Regions from separate parts of the Mus musculus genome. Here regions 2 and 3 are each linked to region 1. The links are chromatin contacts, called in public promoter capture Hi-C maps. All regions are on one chromosome and are shown on one strand. Each heading gives the region's core, a stretch centred on a gene start, on an enhancer-like site or on the middle of the called end of the contact. The rest is flanking DNA. Distances are from core to core; before and after follow the strand shown. Region 1 holds the start of Ifi214 (interferon activated gene 214). Region 2 holds the start of Rgs7 (regulator of G protein signaling 7). Region 3 holds the start of Slamf6 (SLAM family member 6).

Region 1 (4,323 bases), core at 510-3,009:
TTGCACAGACATACATGTGGGCAAAAACATTCATACACCTAAAATAATAAAAATTAAATCTAAAAGAAGTGAAAGTGGAAAATAATAAGGAAAAAAGTAATTTTATATAAAATGGTGAAAAGTAAAAATTAATTTAGAGAAAAGTTCATTAAAACATTAAATAAGTTAATACTCATGTTTAATTATTATTTGATTCCATTATTAATATTCATCCTGATGGTAAATGTGCGACAATATCTAATTATAAGTAAAACTGTATCTCAGAGATATGAGCAAGTCCCTTTTATAAAGTCAATTGGTAATAAAGAAAACATGATAAAATTAGGCATAGTGGAGAGCTGAATTTTGAGACTGGCCTGGGCTCCATAGTCAGACCCTGCATCGACTACCAAATAACAGCAATAGAGATAAGAAGTCAAAGTGTAACATCACCACTTTGCCACATCACAAATTAAACCATAATTTCTTTCTCTGATGCTGTAATTTGGAATGATCCATACAAAGACTGTCCACAGTGCTTGTCCCAGCTTGGTACCTTTGGCTACCTTGTGGCTATGTTGGGCTTCTGCAGCAGGGATAGGCAAATCCACTGAGACATAAGCAGGAACTGAGCGGAAACAGTAGGATCAACTTCCCCTGGCCTTTCTTTACTACATCAGTTCAAAAGATGAAGAAAGGAAAAGGAAAAACTACATTGGCCAAACAAAAGAAAGATAAAGATGGTATTTTCCAACCTCCATCCACCATGAATAAAGGACTGCAATCAGAATCAATGGTGGAGACACAGCACAGGTCCAGTGGCTTAGCTCTCCCAAGAAAAGCTTCTCTGGCTTTCCTTCCCCTTCTCTCCTTTTTGAGATTAATTAGTATTTTATGTAGTCTAAGAAACTAGTGAAAATGGCACCTAGTCAGCAAATCCATAGTTTCTAGTCATCTACATTGTTTCAGAAATACTTCAAGGTAATGCAATTCCCAATGATGGAAACATGAAAGGATGGCATGTTTTTAAAAGTTCTTAACTAAGGCAATCACCAGTTAAAGAATACTACTTTCCAAAGCCGGGTAAAAGATTTAAACCTAAACTGAGCCTGGTCTACAGAGAGAGTTCCTGGCCAGCCAAGACTACACAGTGAGACTCTGTCTTTAAAAGTAAATAAATTAACAATAGTAGTAGTAGTAGTAGTAGTAGTAGTAGTAGTAGTAGTAGTAGTAGTAACAGAAAAGAGGAAAGCTAAAGCCAAAATCCTTTCTGCTTACGTGAGGTTGGAGTCCTATGTTTCTAACAACATTGGTACTCTGGAAAGTCCAGGGAACTAACAAAGGAGTGAAGTGTTTAAACCAAAAGCAATTTCATCTCAGATTATTTTTTCTTTTTTGAAATTCATTCAAGAGCAGCTAGCAATTGCCAATTTCTCCTGCTGCCATCTGCATCCTGAGCAGGAAAGAAAGAGACCTGGTGACTTAGCTTTGCCTTTTGGGGATTCATCTTTATTTAAAAGAGAGCACATTCCTGGTGACTCCCTTGTGAGTTTGTTGGATACAGAGCTTTTATATTTGGTTCTTGTACCTGTAAGATTTGTAAGAAAAGCAAAACATATCAATGGAGTGTAACTGTCTCTGACTTTCTTATGGTGACTAAAAGGTATACAGGAAAAAACTGTCGAGTTTCAGTCTCTGAGGAAATCGAAAGCGATGCACTCTGCTGGGAGGAGAACTTGCTATTTCTTAGCTCTTCTGCCCACAAAACAACACCCAGCTGAGACATTCAGCAAGCCTCAGTCCATGGAGTGAGTCTAACCTGAGAATTTCTGTAGATTACATTTTCCAGTTCCCAAGAGATTTATTGGTTTATCTTCTTCACACACACACACACACACACACACACACACACACACACACACACACACACCAACTCCTCCCAGTCCCCAACAAACTTTAAGAAGAAGAAGGACAAAAGAGAAGAGGAGGAAGAGGAGTGGAGAAGCCTCTAGTCCTGCCCTGTAGAAGATCTCAGCTTTACATCCTTAGAGAAACATCCAGCAAGGTGAGTTCTACCTGTTTTCTGTAGATATGGTAGATATTGGCTACATCTGTAAAAACAACAAGGACAGTGAAAAGACCTTTGCTGGTTCTTGTGGAGGAGGCAGTGCTGATCTGGTGCCTGCTGCACTCAGCAGTGAGCCCACAGCAGCCGGATTAGGGTCAGTCACTCAAAAAGATGGCAGACATCTTTAGTCCTCCACCACAGAGGAATGAGCTAAGAATAAAACATTTTGCATATTTTAGATTGTTTAATGAACTTTCTAAGTATAAATCTGAATAAGTGGATAATGTGAAGGCTATAATTAGCTCGGATAGGGAGTTCATGGTTATCTGGGATCTGTGGGTGAGTGGGAAAAAGCCAAGATAGTGACATGAAAAATTATTGTGAATAAAAACTGCCTCTGGACATGAAATGAATTTTCTAGTATCCTATCACTAGGAAGTTTCTCAGGATCATAATATATAAACACACAATGGTTTAACCATTTCCCAAACACATTCTGTTTGTTCTCTTCTTCACACCTTTCTAAAGGTGGTATTTCCATTATTGGTAATTTCTACCATCACGAAAGTTGTTTTTGGCCATTTTGTTTTCCTTTTGGTTCTCTAATGGTGAAGTGTAATAGAGTGATGGAAAGTTAATTAGAACACATGTATCTTGCCCATTTATAGAACAGTTTGAAGAATACGTGTACCACAGCAGAGGACTTGGATAGAAGCTCTTAATTGATTTCAAAGTTCTGTGAACATTAGACCAGGCTCGCTAAGTTTATTAATTATTGTAGCTAAACTTTCTAAATCACTGCAAAAGATTTTACTTATTTTTAACAATCAAGAGATGTACTTCTTTTTTATTTATTTTTATTTTTATTTTATTTTATTACATTTCAAATGTTATCCACCTTCCCAGTTTCCCCTCTTCAAACCTACTATCTCATCCCCTCTTCCTCTGCCTCTATGAGGGTACTCCCTCACACACCCATCCACTCCTGCCTGCCTGCCCTGCCATTCCCCAACACTGGGGCATTGGGCCTTCACAGGACCAAGAACCACCCCTCCCACTGATACCAAATAAGGCCATCCTCTGCTACATTTGCAGCTGGAGCCATGGTTCCCTTCATGTATACTCTTTGGTTGGTGGTTTAGTCCCTGAGAGCTCTGGGGGTTCTGTTTGGTTGATATTGTTGTTCTTCCCATGGGATGGCAAACCCCTTTAGCTTCTTCAGTCCTTCCCTAACTCCTCCATTGGGGTCCCATTGTTCAGTCTGGTGGTTGGCTGCGAGCATCTGCAATCTGTATTAGTCAGGCTCTGGCAGAGCCTCCATAGAGATGAACTTCTAAATGTACCATGATATTCTGATCTTTCTATTATTATTATAAGCAAGTCAGCTCAGTCAGTCAACAATGTCTCAAGGGAGGGAGGATTAAAAAGAAAAAGACAATTAGACATTATAACATGACTCCAGACAGCGCTGACACTAAAGCAGGTTTATTTTTTCCCAGTCAGCTTTTATACCTTCTAGGTCCTTGCAGAGAACAGGGTCAATTTTTAAATCAAAGTAATCAAGAAAGGCTATGAACAAAGAGATCACACCAGGTAGGAATCAGCCAAAGCAATAAACAAAGTATCCTGAGTCATCATTTCTAGGGATTACCAAGACAAAAGGAAAGTCACACCTTCTTTGACTGTGCTTACCTCAATCCTAGCATCAGCCCAAATGCAATGCTCTTACTGATCCTACTTCCTCCTCTGAGCCCAGTGACAAGTACTGGCCAAATTTCTATAAACAGCACCAAAAGCTCTCCACCTTATTAGATAAATCAACTATTTGTAGGAATGTTATCATTTTGTAGTATTTTAAAACAACTTAAATATAATATAGATGAAATGACTTTTTTTTAGTTACAATATGAAATGGTTTGGTTTAAAAATTCCCCTTATTATTTAATAAGGTTTATTAATAACATATGGCTATATATATATCAATTTGTATTATATTATATTTTTATTATTTAAAATAATTTTAAATTTAAATATATTTTTACAATTCTTCCACTCCCCAAATTTTTTCATATCCTCTGACCCTTTCTACCTACCCAACTTTAAGTTCTTCTTCAAAATAAAACCAAAAAAACTTATAGCAAAACCCTCAAAACAAGAAAATAAAATAAAATTACACCCAAAGAGAAAAAAACCAACAACTGCCAAACTTTAAGCAAATGAAAGAGTGATGTACGCCTGGGTTGGTGTCTATAATTCTCTTTTGGTAGTGTGCAGAA
Region 2 (4,323 bases), core at 939-3,438, 2.0 Mb before region 1:
TAACTTAGGATGCCTAAGCTTCCAATTATTTATAAAAATAGATGTTCATAAAAATAGGTACTGTTTCTATTATTTCAAAAATATTGATACAATTGAACTTCCTTCCCTAGGTGAAACCATTGAAGTTAGATTTATTTCTCTTGGTGGAACTATTAAAGTTTGACGTTTAAAATGAAACAAAACAAACAAACAAACAAAAAACCCCCTTTTAAATGTCCTTTGGGGGGTTGATGAGGTTATAGGTAGGTCTTTTGCCTAGTGCTCAGAAGGTCCCATCTGGCATATAAAATGCATATAGTACCACATTTAAGAATTTCATTTGTTTAACAAAAATATTACAGTACATAAATGGATGGTAGAGAAAATAGTAAGACTAATTTGAATAATGACAGTTGAGAATCATGAGAACGTTAAAATATAAGATACAGATGGATTTGGTGGTATCTAGGCTATTTCTTCTAGTCTAGATCTGAATAATGCGAGTCCCTGGAAATTGTAAGGTGATAAATATAATATTGCATACTGATAGAGTTATGAGTTGTCTCCTGAATTGAATCTTCCTCCTTAGTTCTTTCCTGGCAACTGTAACTATCCTTACAGGCTCCTTCAGGCCATTTCATTTAGGGCAAAGTGGTGAGCACACCCAGTGACTTTTTCCATATCTATCTATATCTAAAAGCACATGAGTATCCAGACAGTAGAGAGAGCAAGGGGAAAGGAAGGAAGGGAGGCAGGGGGCTGAAGAGAGAGCAGCCGGTTTCAGCTAGAGTAAGACCACCAAGAAACTATTAGGAGAGAATGGAAACAAAGAGAATTTCCCTAACAGTGGAAAGATTTGGGGAAATTGATGGAAAGTAGGGAGAGAAGTCAGACATGGCTGTGGGTAACCTGGCCTGGGAACGTGATCCTGTAGTATTTAGAACATGGGTACGGATAGATAAATGCTACTTTGAATGACACCTGAAAGAGCCTGGGTGAGGCTGGAAACGTGACTGGTACCCACAGATATTTGGATAGCAGTTATATTAAGGTTTACCCTGCTTGGAGAAGCAGCCACAGATGGCACTGGATAGCCAATTCTGGTGCCACCGGTTTGTAATCCCAGCTGTTTGGAAGGCTGAGGCAGGAGAATGTTGAATTTAAGGTCTGTTTGGGCTAAACTGAGTTTAAGACCAGCCTGGTTGGACGCTGTCTCAAAAGTGAAAAACAAACAAACAAACAAACAAACAAACGAAGGTGCTGGTAGAGAGGGTTGTGAATGGGATGCAGCTCATTGGCAGGGGCCTTAGGTTTAGTCCGCCTACACACACAAATCACACTGGCTAAATCGTCTTTATCCTCAGTCCTATAGAGGAAGCCTTCTCAGATGTTCAGATTCCCACAACTTCCTAATGTCCCAGAAAGCTGGGTACATTTCACGAGGACAAAAACTTTTTTCTTTAATGTCTTCCCAGTCCTTGAAAAATTAGTGCCGGAAACCTGAAGAATTTCTGGGGTTCGGGGTATCAGCAACCCCAGACCCTTTGTGATTCTGTGAACCCCAGTAGAGGACAAGGACTAAAGACAAGTTTCTCTGAGCCCAGTAGGTTAGACCAGCCAGACATCAGCCATGGGCCTTCAATGTCACAGGTGGTGAGATTGTTCGCTTTTGGTAGAGGCCTCCAAATTCCTTCCCGGTATTTCCAACTTAATAGGAGGCAGTGAAAGTCATGGGCAAACAGGCTGGAGTGAGGAAGGGGGCCTGCCAATGAGTCATTTGGTCCTGGCCATTGCTTTCACTTCTGGGATATTCCAGCATCTCTCTGGGCTGTTACTTAAGCATAAGGATTATCAATCATTTGCTTCCCTAGTTCTGCCAGCAGGGTCGCCAGGAGCGCGATGCAGACCTGCCAGCCGCAGGGGGCCTTATCCATTCATCCATTTACCCACTCACCCACCCTTTCACCCACCTACCCATCCACCCACCCTCCGCCAAGCCCTTCCTCCTGCTTAGCTCAGTTTGGCTCTCCAGGCCTGCGGCGGCGCGTGGGCTTGCCAGCGCGGGGGACAGGGCCTGTGCTCCCGAGGGGTTGCGGGGTCGGGAGGCCGGGGACACCCAGGGGTGTGGCGGCGGCGAAGCCGAGCCCGTCCGAGCCGGCACCTTCGGGCGTCCCTGTCCCACGTGACTGTCGCCTCCTCCCTCCTCCCAGTCGCGCGCGCACGGGCCAGGCGTCTCGACTCCCGCGCGCGCTCGACTGGTCCCAGTCCCCGGGAGGAGAAGCGGAGGAGGGAACGAGCGAGGCGGCCCGGGGGAGCGGGCGCGAGCGGCGGCTGCCGGGGCCGCCTGTGCACCGCGGCGAGGGTGGCGGTGGCCTGAGCAGCGCGAGTGTGATGAGGCTGCCCTGCCTCGCAGCTCCGCTCGCAGCCAGCTGACAGCGCCTGCCCTCAGCACACCCGGAGGGGAGCCGCGGGGCCGTGACCTTGGCCGAGGAGGTAACCGGAGGGAGCGGAAGGGGAGGAGGCGGCGCCACCTGGAGTCCCCGGGACCCCTGGTCCCGCACCCGGTCCTCGCCCTGCGACGACGGGAGTCACGGTCCCCAATGAGTGGCGCGCCCGGCCGGCCGGGCTGGGGCGCTGCGCACGCCGCGGTCCACGGTGCTGAAACTGCTGCCCGGTGTGGCCAGTGCCTGGATGAGGGGCAAGGCTGCCTGCCATTTGCTGCCTCCGAGAGCAAGGGCCGAGCAGGATGAGCTGGGACCCAGATTTCTCTGCTCTTCTGGCTGATTGTTCCAGGCTTGTGCAGTTAGCTTGCTCTCGGAGGTGAGCCAGGTGATTGCTCAAGGCTTGACTTCCCATCAGCCTTGGGTTGCTTGGACCTAATTTGGAAGCTTTCTTCCAAAGATTAGTCAGGATCAGGTCCAGACTTAGCGCACCGAGGTGGGAGCACAGAGGAGCCATGGGCTGGCAGTGAAAGCAGGTGAAAGTGGAAAAGCCTATGTATGCCCAGGCTGTGTGGGGAGCCCAAGAAATGGAGAACAAACATGTGCCTGAAAAGAACACTTGTGGGGAAGGGGCCTCTGTCGCGCCTGCCATGGGAAACTAGCTGGCTACTAGGAGAAAGTGGGCTGCAGCGGGTGTTGGCTTTCTGCCCTTTGGGGAGAACCGCATCAAGTGGAGCAGCAAGTATCCAGGGAGAACAGTGGGTATTAGGGAAGTGCCAACCATGGGGTTTTTAAGTAAGTACCTAATACTTTTAAAAAGAGAGTATTCACAAAATGAAGTCCACAAAAACCTTAGCTAGCTGACTATTTCGAACTGGAAGGTTGTCTGTTGAGATTTCCTGGGGCTACTACAGATGTAAACTTCTGCCTTTGTATTTCTTTAAAAAAGAAAAACTCCATGTCTGGTGTTCTCCTCATCCCAGAAATGAAAGAATTCTTCCCGTGGTTTGGGTACTGTGAACATGAAGGTGTGTGTGTGTGTGTGTGTGTGTGTGTGTGTGTGTGTGTGTGTTGGCGGATGTCTGTTCCCCCCAGGACTACCAGGCTCTCACTAGAGGCTCTCTAATTCTTTGCAGGGCAGATTGATCATCCTTGTATCTGAGCTACCAAGTTCTGGGTGAAATGGCTCAGGGAAATAATTATGGACAGACCAGCAACGGGGTGGCGGACGAATCACCCAACATGCTGGTGTACAGAAAGGTAAGAATTCTTCACTTCCCTAGGAAACGGGAAACTTCAGCTTGATTTCTTTTTCTTTCTTTCTTTCTTTCTTTCTTTCTTTCTTTCTTTCTTTCTTTCTTTCTTTCTTTCTTTCTTTCTTCCTTCCTTCCTTCCTTCCTTCCTTTCTTTCTCTTTCTTTCTTTCTTTCTTTCTTTCTTTCTTTCTTTCTTTCTTTCTTCCTTCCTTCCTTCCTTTCCCTTCCTTCCTTCCTTCCTTCCTTCCTTCCTTCCTTCCTTCCTTCCTCCCTCCCTCCCTCCCTTCCTTTCCTTCCTTCCTCTTTCCTTTATTCCTTCCCCTTTCCTTTATTCCTTCCTTTTGTCCTTCCTTCCTTCCTTCTTTCCTTCCTTCCTTCCTTTTTCTTCTTTCTTTTGCCTGAATCAGAGTATTTATCAACTTTGTGAACTCCCAGAGCATCAATGGTTAAGTACTGCACTAAAAGATGATCAGATGCTCCTAAGTGACAGGAAGTACACGAGTCCTAGCACATTCCCTGATGATTGTTAGAGTCACCTGTCCTTAGAAGCTACACTGGCTATTCAATGTGTTATGTTATTCCACTTGATTCAATACCATCCCTTGCAATTGTTTCAGAAGCTGTTTTAAAACCATTAGGTTATAATAA
Region 3 (4,323 bases), core at 1,025-3,524, 1.6 Mb after region 1:
AACTTGCCCCAGTGGTCTTGTCTTTCCCCAATCCCTCCGAATTCTTCCCTCCCCCTTTTCCATCTCCCTCCCATGCTTCTTTATTAGAATCCTTCCCTATTTAACGTCTCAGATCATTTCACCTATTCCAGAAAGTTCTTCCTCAACACCCAGTCCAGAGAGGTTCTCCTATTTTTGGTGTCCCTGCTTACTTCTGCCCTGGAACCAGACTCTCCACTTTCCACCCTGGTAAGCACGGTTCCACTCCACTGAGGGGTTTTTGGCCACCTGCATCTCTCTCTGGCAGATGCAGTCAACTGTGTTCTTTTCTTCCAAGCCCTCCCCCCACAGCTGTGTGGCAGTAAACTGTTACTTAGGCTCTGTTTTCCTCTTCTGATCCACATCCGCACACGGGGACCGAGCCCGATATGTCACAGTCTTGTTAAAAGAAGAATCCTCAGAGATGTGGAGGAGGGACACCCAGAAATTATCCAGCTTTATAGAGGTAACAGAGTGAGGTTAAAAGCTCAAGTCACTGGCTGGAATCAGGCTAAGAAAAGGCAACGTGGATGGATGGGAGTAAAAGAATTCTCATCTTTTTCTGCATCTTTTATGCATTTTCCAAAATTCTGTCCACATTCCTAATCCTCCTAGTTTGACGTAGTCTCTATTCCCAGCTTTAGCCTTGTGCCTCAGTTTCCACCTGCTTCCAGGAAATTTCCTCTTGGCCATTGCATTGATAACATAAAACAAATAGATCAGAAAAGGAGCCGACCTTCCTCCTGTGTCAGCTCCTCCATCCTAATTCTATCCCTATCTTTGACTGTCCAGCCTACGACGCAACGTTAATGTTCTCCCTCCTCTCTCTTTGCTTTATTTTTTCAAGATTATTTGTCCTAAGCCAGTGCACATTTTACCTGTTTATAGTTTATCTTCCCTGCCAAGACGTTAATTCCGCAGAACAGAAATTGTGTTGACTTAGTTCCTGAAACGCCCACAGTGCCGTGCATTCAGTGGTCATTTAGTGAATGGTTTATCAAATGACTTAATGAACCTTGCTTTCTTTTTCTTTCTGTTGTCAATTTGTCTAGATAGCTCTATATCTGCAGTATGTCTTGGTTTGTGTGTGTGCATGCACACAGGTGTTTGTTACTGAAAGTTTTAGTCAAGTGATTTGTTTTTATTTTTATTGGTTTTTTTCAGCTACCTGATGACTAATAGAATTTTCAAAAGTTATTTAAATTGCCATAGTCTAAGTTACTTGTAGCTATTAATAGAATAAATTCACAAACACGTTATGGACATCTAAATGTAATGCATGTTTAATAATTAGCTCATTTTCTGGAATAAAATAAATGCTAGGCTACCTATTGGTTCTTTTTTTTTTTCTTCAATGAATTCTCTCGGGGCTAGGTCTGTGTTAGTAGCCATTGCTTGATCTCCTGTTTTAGAACACTACGCTTCAGTCCAGATAGGCACCCTCTGAGTTCTTAAAGACAGTGAGAGCTTTCCAGATAGCAGGGAGAAGAAGCAGGCTCAGTCAATCCCTTCCTAATTGCAGTGTGAAAGCGTTGGTGGGTTTTCAGTATCTGAGCGAAGAGTGAAGCTCGGGAAAGATAATGAAGCCCCCTGAAGTCGCACAGTATCACAGTAGTTAAATTGTAGATCTTTTTCCCGCTTAAACTTATTTTTGTACCACAATACGCTGGTCACGAACAGTCCTGACTTACAAAGACTCATTTTCCATATCTCAGAAAACACTTCCCTTCCCCTTGGCCCCCAGCCGAAGTGTTTGCTCTGAATCAGTCCCGTGGCAGTCTGCGGGAAGCAGTTCGCTAGGACCACGGTGAGCTTTCTAAGTCTCTGAATAGAGAACTGGGCAGTCAACCTGACCAAGAGGAGCAAGGCATTCCAAAGAAGGAACTCACTCAGTGACTCAATCAGTTTCCACAGACGTTTTTTACCTGAGCCGAGGCAGAAGACAAGTGGAAAGAGCCAGACCATCCTCTGACAGGCGGAGTCGGGTGCTGGAGCCCTTGAGACAGCCATTCTTTCATAAGCTTGTCGCTGAGACTTTCTGTTCCCCTATTGATGAGAGCTCTTCCTCTATGTTAGCAAACCTTTGGTTGTCGTGATTAACTTCACACTTGGCTTACAAGAATATCTTTTGTAAGCTAAGACTCTTAGCAGTAGGGAACGTGGAACTTGAACGGGCCATCTTCTGTAACCAGGCAAGACTTCTGGTGGAGGGACTGGGACACCAACCCAGCCACAAAAACCTTCTACTTATGATTTGTCTTGCCAGCAAGATGTGCTGGGGTAAAGGTGACACAGAAATTGTGGGAGTGGCCAATCAGTGACTGGTCCATCTTAAGACCTATGCCAGGACGGGGAGCCCACTCCTGATACTGTGTGGAGAGCCATGAAGCAGAGGCTGGATAGCCCAGAGACACAACAAACAAACAAACAAACAAACAAACAAACAAACCAACCATAGCAAAACAAATCTGCTATACTTGAGGCAGGAGCCTAGCCCAGTTGTCATCAGAGAGGCTTCACCCAGCAACTGATGGAAACAGATGCAGAGATCCAGAGTCAAACATCCTGTGGAGCTTGGGGAATCTTGCAGAAGAGGTGGAGGAAGGATTGTTGGAGACAAAGGGGTCAAGGACACCTCAAGAAAACCTACAGAATCAATTAGCCTGGGTTCATGGGGCGCTCACAGAGACTGAAGTGGCAACTAGGGACCCTGCATGGTTCTAACCTAGGTGCTATATATATATATATATATATATATATATATTATATATATAATGATTATGTAGCTTGGTCTTCTAGTAGGACTTCCAACAGTGGGATAGGGGGCTGTCTCTGACTCTTGCCTGATTTTGGGACTCTTCCTCCTATTGGGTTGCCTAGTCCTTATGAGGGGAGGTACCTAGTTTTATTGCAACTGGATATGCCTTGTTTGGTTGATATCCCTGAGAGACTTGCTCTTTTCTGGAGCGAAAAGGAAGAGAACTGGATGGAGGGGGCTGAGGGAGGTGTTGGGGGAAGTAAGGGGGGAGGGGAAAGACTGGGAGGGAGGAGAGAGGGAAACTGCTGTCAGGGATGTAATATATATGAGAGAAGAATACCTTGAAAAAGAAAGGAAATACCTTGAATGATTTTAACTTAGAAATTTTTAGAGAGACTTAAATCGTGTCCTCTCTACGCACTTGAGAAAATGTTCACCTTGTCTGTGCCATCTTCTGTAATGCTTGTCAGATCTTACTCGTTTATAATGTGGCTCAGTTGTTATTTTTTTTTGCCCCAATCCCTGTGGTTCTGACCTCGGAAGATTCGGATGCTGGAGGCTTGGTCTCCAGTATGTTGATGCAGATGTGGTGGCAACTTTGAGAAGGTCCAAGTAGAAAAGTATTAGGTCATTGATGGTGCTCTGAGAGTGGGCTGTCAGGTATGCAAATGCCTTTGAACCACCCCCACGCCTACAGATAACCCCTCATCCGTGCACCTGTCAGTAACCTCAAAGAACTAATCCGGACTTGTGAGGGCTGTTTCTTTGTTTTGTTCTCAGTCCTATATGAGGTGATTAGAGATACTTGCTCAAATCTCCCCAGGGGGGGGGGGGGAGTCACAATTGGTGCCTGAACCGGGAGAAACAAAACAAAGTTGTGTCTGAGAGGAGGGGTCACATGACCCTCTGCTATGTGTGAGACACAGGCTACAGTGCATGATCCAACCGAAGGTGGAACATCCATTCGGCAATCCGTATATGATTACTCTTCTCTGGTTATATGGGAACTTGTGCCTCCTTGCTGTAGTGCCAGTTGTGTGTCTGATATGAGTAAGACATGCAACTGAAGCCGATGGACATCTTGGAGGGGAAACCCAGGGTGGCTGTCTTCCTCTATGGTATATGGTTGCATATCCCCTTTATGAATGTGGCCTGTGATTCAAGTACAGGAAAGCCCCCAAGGAGGCTGATGGACTAGAGAATATGTTGTAATTTCTGAAAGTGGCAATATGGCATGTGATTATAAGCAGGTCACGGAAATGGTCTCTGCCGGATGCCATAAGAGATGTAACCGAGGCTGAGATTTCTGCCCAGAATGAATTGCCAGCAGGAGGGAGGAATTGTAATAGAATAGACACACAGATGCTATCCTCCATATTATCTTCTGATTTGGCAGAAAACGGAGGGAAAAGGAGGATGGTGACTTCCCTTCCCCCTCCCCCTCCCCCTCTTCCCCTTTTCTTTTAGTTGGTGAAAGAGTCCTCTGCTAGGGAGCCCTTCCTAGAACTCAAAAATCTTCGCCCTTGAGGAGAATCAGACAGGGAGGA

What was found. Promoter capture Hi-C pulls out the DNA fragments that hold promoters and counts their contacts.
Region 2: a promoter capture Hi-C map of pre-B cells shows a contact between it and region 1, with 4 times the contacts expected there. The contact joins the promoter of Rgs7 here to the promoter of Ifi214 in region 1.
Region 3: a contact with region 1 is called in a promoter capture Hi-C map of liver, with 5 times the contacts expected there. The contact joins the promoter of Slamf6 here to the promoter of Ifi214 in region 1. A contact is called at or near these places in 2 of 39 promoter capture datasets (liver and pre-B cells).

What each region holds. Positions count from the first base shown.
Region 1 is chr1:173,533,393-173,537,715 of GRCm38.p6, reverse strand. It overlaps Ifi214 (interferon activated gene 214), which reads left to right and starts at 1,759. Exons shown (of 5, transcript NM_001024721.2): 1 at 1,759-2,044.
Region 2 is chr1:175,490,410-175,494,732 of GRCm38.p6, reverse strand. It overlaps Rgs7 (regulator of G protein signaling 7), which reads left to right and starts at 2,188. Exons shown (of 18, transcript NM_001347195.1): 1 at 2,188-2,472; 2 at 3,557-3,680. The coding sequence starts at 3,603.
Region 3 is chr1:171,915,413-171,919,735 of GRCm38.p6, reverse strand. Slamf6 (SLAM family member 6) reads right to left here and starts at 2,274. Exons shown (of 9, transcript NM_001347186.1): 1 at 1,944-2,274. The coding sequence starts at 2,028. Gm37065 (predicted gene, 37065) reads left to right here and starts at 380. Exons shown (of 3, transcript NR_151536.1): 1 at 380-484.